2 separate regions of the Gossypium hirsutum genome follow, and region 2 is linked to region 1. The links are chromatin contacts, called in public Hi-C maps. All regions are on one chromosome and are shown on one strand. Each heading gives the region's core, a stretch centred on a gene start, on an enhancer-like site or on the middle of the called end of the contact. The rest is flanking DNA. Distances are from core to core; before and after follow the strand shown. Region 1 holds the start of LOC107898655 (mitochondrial uncoupling protein 5). Region 2 holds the start of LOC107959188 (IMPACT family member in pol 5'region).

Region 1 (3,063 bases), core at 257-2,756:
AAAAAATATATAATCAGAAGTTATTATAAAATTATTAAAAAAATTATTAGATATAATTTTATGCACTGTAAATAAATTAAATAATCATATATTATTAAAAATTTTAATTTAAGTTGATTGACTTTAAATTATATACCGTGTAATACATCAAAGATTAAAATTAATTTGAAGAGAAGAGGGTGACCGCTAATCACTTGTGAAAAGTCAGCCTGCAAAAAGTCAGGCACATCGAAGGACAACCATCAAATAGAGATGGCCTATGCCTCTGATTGGCAATTACCCATCCCCTTATCACAGCTCGACACGTCAAAATGTCTAATGACTTCGGCCCTCCGTTATAATATTAGTTCCTTAAGGCTGTTGTGTTAAAAAAAAAAAACATCACCTTTGTAACGCAAAATGCGGGGCAAAAGCCAGGAATTACGATGGAGTTAAAAATGGTTATATTAACGAAGTTCTACCGTTTTAGTTGAATATTTAACTTTCGAAAGAGTCTAAATTGCAGCTATTTTATTCGAAAGGGATTAAATTGAAATATTTAGCTGCCACTTTCACAAATATCTCAACCAATAAATAAATAAGTTGACAATTAATTGGTAATTAAAAACCTATCGGTCGATTTCACCAAAAAAAAAACCTATCAGTCAGTCGACGATTAAACGACTTTTTGAACTAAAAAATTTGGTTTATTAATTAGTTGCTAAGCAATTAATTTTATTTGATAGTTTTCAAAATAATCAGTTAAAAAGAATGAATCAAATTACTAGTTAGGAGTGAAACAACCATAGATGCACAGTTAATTTAAAGAGATTTTTAATAGAAAATTGAATAGAGTTTCGTAATTATACCAGACACCCCCTAAGTGGTCAAAGACCATGCATGAACGTATTTGCAGATGAAATTAATAAGAAACCAAATAAAGCCAAAAGTCATATAAGGAATAAAAAAACGTGAGACCGCCCAATCCATTTCACTCAACTCAAATTTCCAACTAATATTATAATTATTTTAAATATAATTATTATTTTTATATTTAAAATATTTTAAAATTTATTATTTTTCATTTATATTGTGTATATGGTATTTTTAAATATTTATATATATAAAATATTTCAATTAATTATTTCAAATATCATCATATTTATATATGAAATATTTTAAATATATATATAAAAATATATAAAATACTAAAATTTACTACACTCATGATATGGATTGAAAAATAAATATTACACATATAAAAATTATATTTATTAAGAATAATAATTTTTTATAATATTATTTGATTTTATAAAAAAAAGTTATTAATAAAAAATATGAATTAAAAATAAAAACTTTTAAAATAATATATTTAAAATATTAATTAAAAATAATAATAATAAAAAGCTTAAAACAACATTAAATGAAAAATAAAAATATATGTAAAAGAGGAATTTAGGACTTAAAAGACAAAACCATTGATACTCTCTCTTCAAAAGTAAAATATTTCTCTAAATTTTCAAAAAATCGAATTATTTAACTGATTAAATTTGTATTTAGCATACTAGGGTTAACCCTTAACTACATATAAAATGTATAACCTAAATTATTTTGAAATTGCCGACTTGCATCCACCTCCACCTGATAGGCCTGTGGCGGGCTCCAGCCTATGTTGAGGGATATTTTTGACTTTGATGAAACCCACAAAAAAAAGAAAGAGACCAGAGGCAAAAAAACGCGTATACAATAAGAGACGGCCCAAGAAGTGTCCCTCCAAGTTTCCCGCAACACCCGTATTTCCCATGTGCCTTAGCCGAACCACGTGACCGCCGCCGTCGCAGCTATAAATACGTTCCCCTGCCCACAAAGCAAATCACCCCATTCATTAGCTGATTTTTCTTGGTTAGCATATGTCTCAAAGGCCTAACGTTCCCCACTCTTCTTCAATAGCTTTTGGTCTCCATTCTCATCTCCTGGTTTCCAGTGAGATGAACCCTAATTCCAACTGGTCTTAATAGTTCCATCTCTTTCTTTTTCTTCTATTGATTTTTTGTTTAAACTTCTTTTATTTCCTTTTTGAAACAAAGTAATTGCCTTGTTGATTTGCAAGCAAATTTTGGTAAAGTTCTTAAGTATTTGAGTTTAGATCTTCTTTGAGAGTGCCGCTATGGGAGTGAAGAGTTTTGTTGAAGGAGGCATAGCCTCAATCGTGGCCGGGTGTTCGACCCACCCGCTTGATTTGATCAAAGTCCGAATGCAGCTCCAGGGTGAAAGCCATGTTCCCAATCCGGCTGTTCAAACACTCCGCCCTGCTTTAGCCTTTCAGACAACCACTACTACTACTTCCTCTGCTATCCACATGCCTCCTCCGCCGGCGCGTGTTGGACCTGTGGCCACCGGGATCAAGATCTTCCGGACCGAAGGCGTCGCTGCTCTTTTTTCTGGCGTCTCTGCTACCGTCCTCCGCCAGACCCTCTATTCCACCACCCGCATGGGACTCTACGACATCCTGAAACAGAAGTGGACTGATAAAGAGACCAAAACCATGCCTCTCTCGCGGAAAATCACCGCCGGGCTAATCGCCGGAGGGATCGGCGCTGCCGTTGGGAACCCAGCCGACGTGGCGATGGTGCGAATGCAAGCTGACGGACGCCTTCCCGTATCTCAACGTCGTAACTATACCAGCGTTGTCGACGCCATCACACGCATGACCAAACAAGAAGGCGTGACCTCCTTGTGGCGCGGCTCGTCGCTGACGGTGAATCGTGCGATGTTGGTGACGGCATCGCAGCTTGCCTCCTACGATCAGATCAAAGAGATGATTTTGGAAAACGGGCTGATGAAAGATGGGCTGGGGACACACGTGGCAGCGAGCTTTTCAGCCGGGTTTGTTGCGGCAGTGGCGTCCAATCCTGTTGATGTGATAAAAACAAGGGTGATGAACATGAAGGTGGAGGCAGGGCAAAAGCCGCCTTACGCCGGCGCTTTGGATTGTGCTATCAAGACGGTGAAGTCGGAAGGGCCGATGGCTTTGTATAAAGGGTTTATACCCACAATCTCGAGACAGGGACCATTTACGGTGGT
Region 2 (3,063 bases), core at 158-2,657, 200 kb before region 1:
AACTACCACTTACAAATAGACATGAATAAATTGACTTGTTACTAAAGGGACATGTCGCTAGAGAAACAAGCAAGCGGTATCCAAGGATGTTACAATCATTATTCATAAACATCCTAATGGTGATTATCAGATGAGAAACTACAACCACACACATTCCGATGGTGGAAAACGGATGAGAAACTAAATTATACAATCACACACATTCCAATCATGCTAATCGGATCAGAAACTAAATTACATAACCAACACATTCTGACGGCTATAAGCCAATAATCGGATGAGAAACCACATTAAGAGAAATTTATATAAAAGAAGCATAAAATTTTTCTACTTTTTATTTATAAACATTATATGCAAACAACAAACAGAACTAAACACTAACCATAAAATATCAAATTTTTTTTTTAACAAAACAAAACAGACCATAAGGCCTAACTTTCATTTATAGCTATCTGAATTACAAGTTCGTGAATCTCTCTAGAAGGACTAATTTGAACAGGGAAAAAATTGCTCACTTGATGGTATAGAACTCCCAAAAGATCAAAAGGAACTTCCACTCCCATTGGAACCTTCAAAATTCCAATTAAATATCAACATTTCCAAATATTAAAATCATAAAATTTAAAAATTAAAATTGTCATACATAGATTATTTCCATTCTTACTTTAGATTTTACAAGACAAGTTGGAGCATTTCTCAAGCATTCCGAGGCCACTCCACCATAAGCCCTAACAAGTCCTCCCGTTCCCAATTTAATTCCTCCAAAATACCTGAAATTTATTTGAAGATTCATGTTATTTGTCCCTTCAATTTTGATCATGGCAATATATGTCAAAAGTAAATAAATATACCTAATAACGACCACCATGATTCTGTCAAAACCTGAAGAAACAATTGCAGAATGAATCGGCTTCCCCGCCGTTCCAGAAGGTTCGCCGTCATCATTCGACCGATACTGATCCCCAACCTATTAAACTTTTGATAGGTCAATTATGAGGCAAGATGAATGAGATGATAGAAAAGCGTGGCGTCATATTAGATTACCTTGTAAGCCCAACAATTGTGAGTGGCACGCGGATCCTTGAATTGGTTGAGGAAAGAGTGAGCGGACTGCTCGTTAGAGATGGGACCAGCAATGGCGATGAATTTGCTCTTTTTTATTTCTTTTTCGAATGTTACTGTTTCTTTAATGGTGGTGAAGGCGCCTGCGTTGCTGGTGGTGCCGGAGCTGCTGGCTGTAGTGACCATTGGTTTTTTGGCGGTGGAGAGGGCGGAAATTGAGGCGGAGAGGCGGTGGTTGAGCTTGTGGCAGTAGCGATAGCCAGGTGTTATTGCAACTGGCATTTGCTTGTTTTGGGTTCCTTTCGTTTCAATAAAATCAGTGACAAACAAGCCTTTTTCCTACTCCGGCCGCCGTTTCAAACGGTAGTCCACTCGTATTAAACGACGACGTTATGCAACCATTTTACTATTTTTTATTAAAATTTAATCTTTATATTTTTATTTGTAAGATTTTAGTTTTCTATTTTCCAAATTTTAAAACTTAGATCTTACTCTTAACATTGTTAATATTATTTTTTAAATTCGAATTTATTACAACTTAATTTTTTTAAATTACATTACTATTAAGTTTTTTATTTTAAAATATTATACTAAAAAGTTTAATAAACAATTAATAACAATTAAATTTGAATATAATAAAAAATTAAAACAATTTTATCTAATTATTCTAGTGTTTATTTGTTGGGTTATTCACTCTTTAATATTTAACATACGTTTTTTATTATCATTTGTTGGTCATTGATCAAGTTAATCATTATCTAAATTTTAATCGGCATCATTAATATTATCAAGATATTATTTTTTCATGTACTTTTCGAAGTACATGGATCATCTCAATTCCATTAATGATTGAAGTTATGAAATAAGCAACATGTTAGTATCATACAACCTTTTTTTTAATGTTATATTAAGGTGATGTTAATATGAGAAATGTTTTTTTAGATCAACAAATTTCTTCTCAATCACATTTTCAAAGCCTTGAATATTTCAAATTAAAGAATTTGTAAGCTGTTCATGGTGCTACCACCAAGACACTAGAGAACACTCCATTGTTGTTGCATTGTGAACGACATGTCTTTTATCTAATCCTAATAAGGAGGCGACCATTATAACATTTATAAGGATTTTCAATTACATAGGATAGTATAGAATATACATATTTATATAAGATGAATTTTTAGATTTCTATGCAAATAAACAAGTGGGATGAGATATCTATAAATTTTACAGTTAGGGTTACGTTAGAATTTTCAAAAAGATCTTGACATCTATAAGTGACAAGATCACTTTAAATTTTCGAGATTTTCACCTCTTAGTTAAAAACATTGTTTAAAGATTAAATTAGGTAATAGTTTCTAAATACGCCTAGAAGACTTATATAGATGTAGATAATTATTTAAATTTTTGAGATTTTTCGTCTAAGATTTGGTTTTGTAGGGTTTTAAAAAAACTATGACACATATGAGTGTCAAAGTTGGTTTAAATGTTAAAATGCTACAAAAGCACATAAACAACAAAGGATAGGGTTTTAAAATTTTTACTGACTTCAACACCTAAGAATGTTAAGGTACCTGTAATCGTTCCTTAATCATTACCCTGTTTCCAATGTGGATGTAAGACATATAAGGGGCCTTAACACCTATAAGTATTGAATTACTTGTTAAGAAAAGAAAACCTATTCCAAAAAATAATTTGTTTGATATGCTTATTTTTTACATTATTTAAATATTTATTAATTTGATATTTAATAGTCATTAATACTTTTATTACGTTTTGTTTTTAAATTTTAACTTGTTTTGATATCTTGATGGGATATATAAAATTATCTGTTAAAAGATGTTGAAAATATTTGTTTGGTATACGAAAAGTTAACTTTATTAAATTTATAATCTATAATATATATATATATATATATAGTTAGAAACAATCCCAAATGGATCTCTTTAAACACCTGTCCAAACTTTATGTAGTGACATTGGGTTTGTTTTCAAGCAGATGAAA

The links. Hi-C and Micro-C count contacts between places; a contact is called where the count stands out from the background.
Region 2: a Hi-C map of leaf shows a contact between it and region 1, with 3 times the contacts expected there. The contact joins the promoter of LOC107959188 here to the promoter of LOC107898655 in region 1. A contact is called at or near these places in 16 of 34 Hi-C or Micro-C datasets (anther, callus, hypocotyl and 3 more).

Annotation. Positions count from the first base shown.
Region 1 is chrA11:55,135,897-55,138,959 of Gossypium_hirsutum_v2.1, reverse strand. It overlaps LOC107898655 (mitochondrial uncoupling protein 5), which reads left to right and starts at 1,506. Exons shown (of 1, transcript XM_016824172.2): 1 at 1,506-3,063. The coding sequence starts at 2,147.
Region 2 is chrA11:55,339,789-55,342,851 of Gossypium_hirsutum_v2.1, reverse strand. LOC107959188 (IMPACT family member in pol 5'region) reads right to left here and starts at 1,407. Exons shown (of 6, transcript XR_005905207.1): 1 at 1,045-1,407; 2 at 852-967; 3 at 665-770; 4 at 516-569.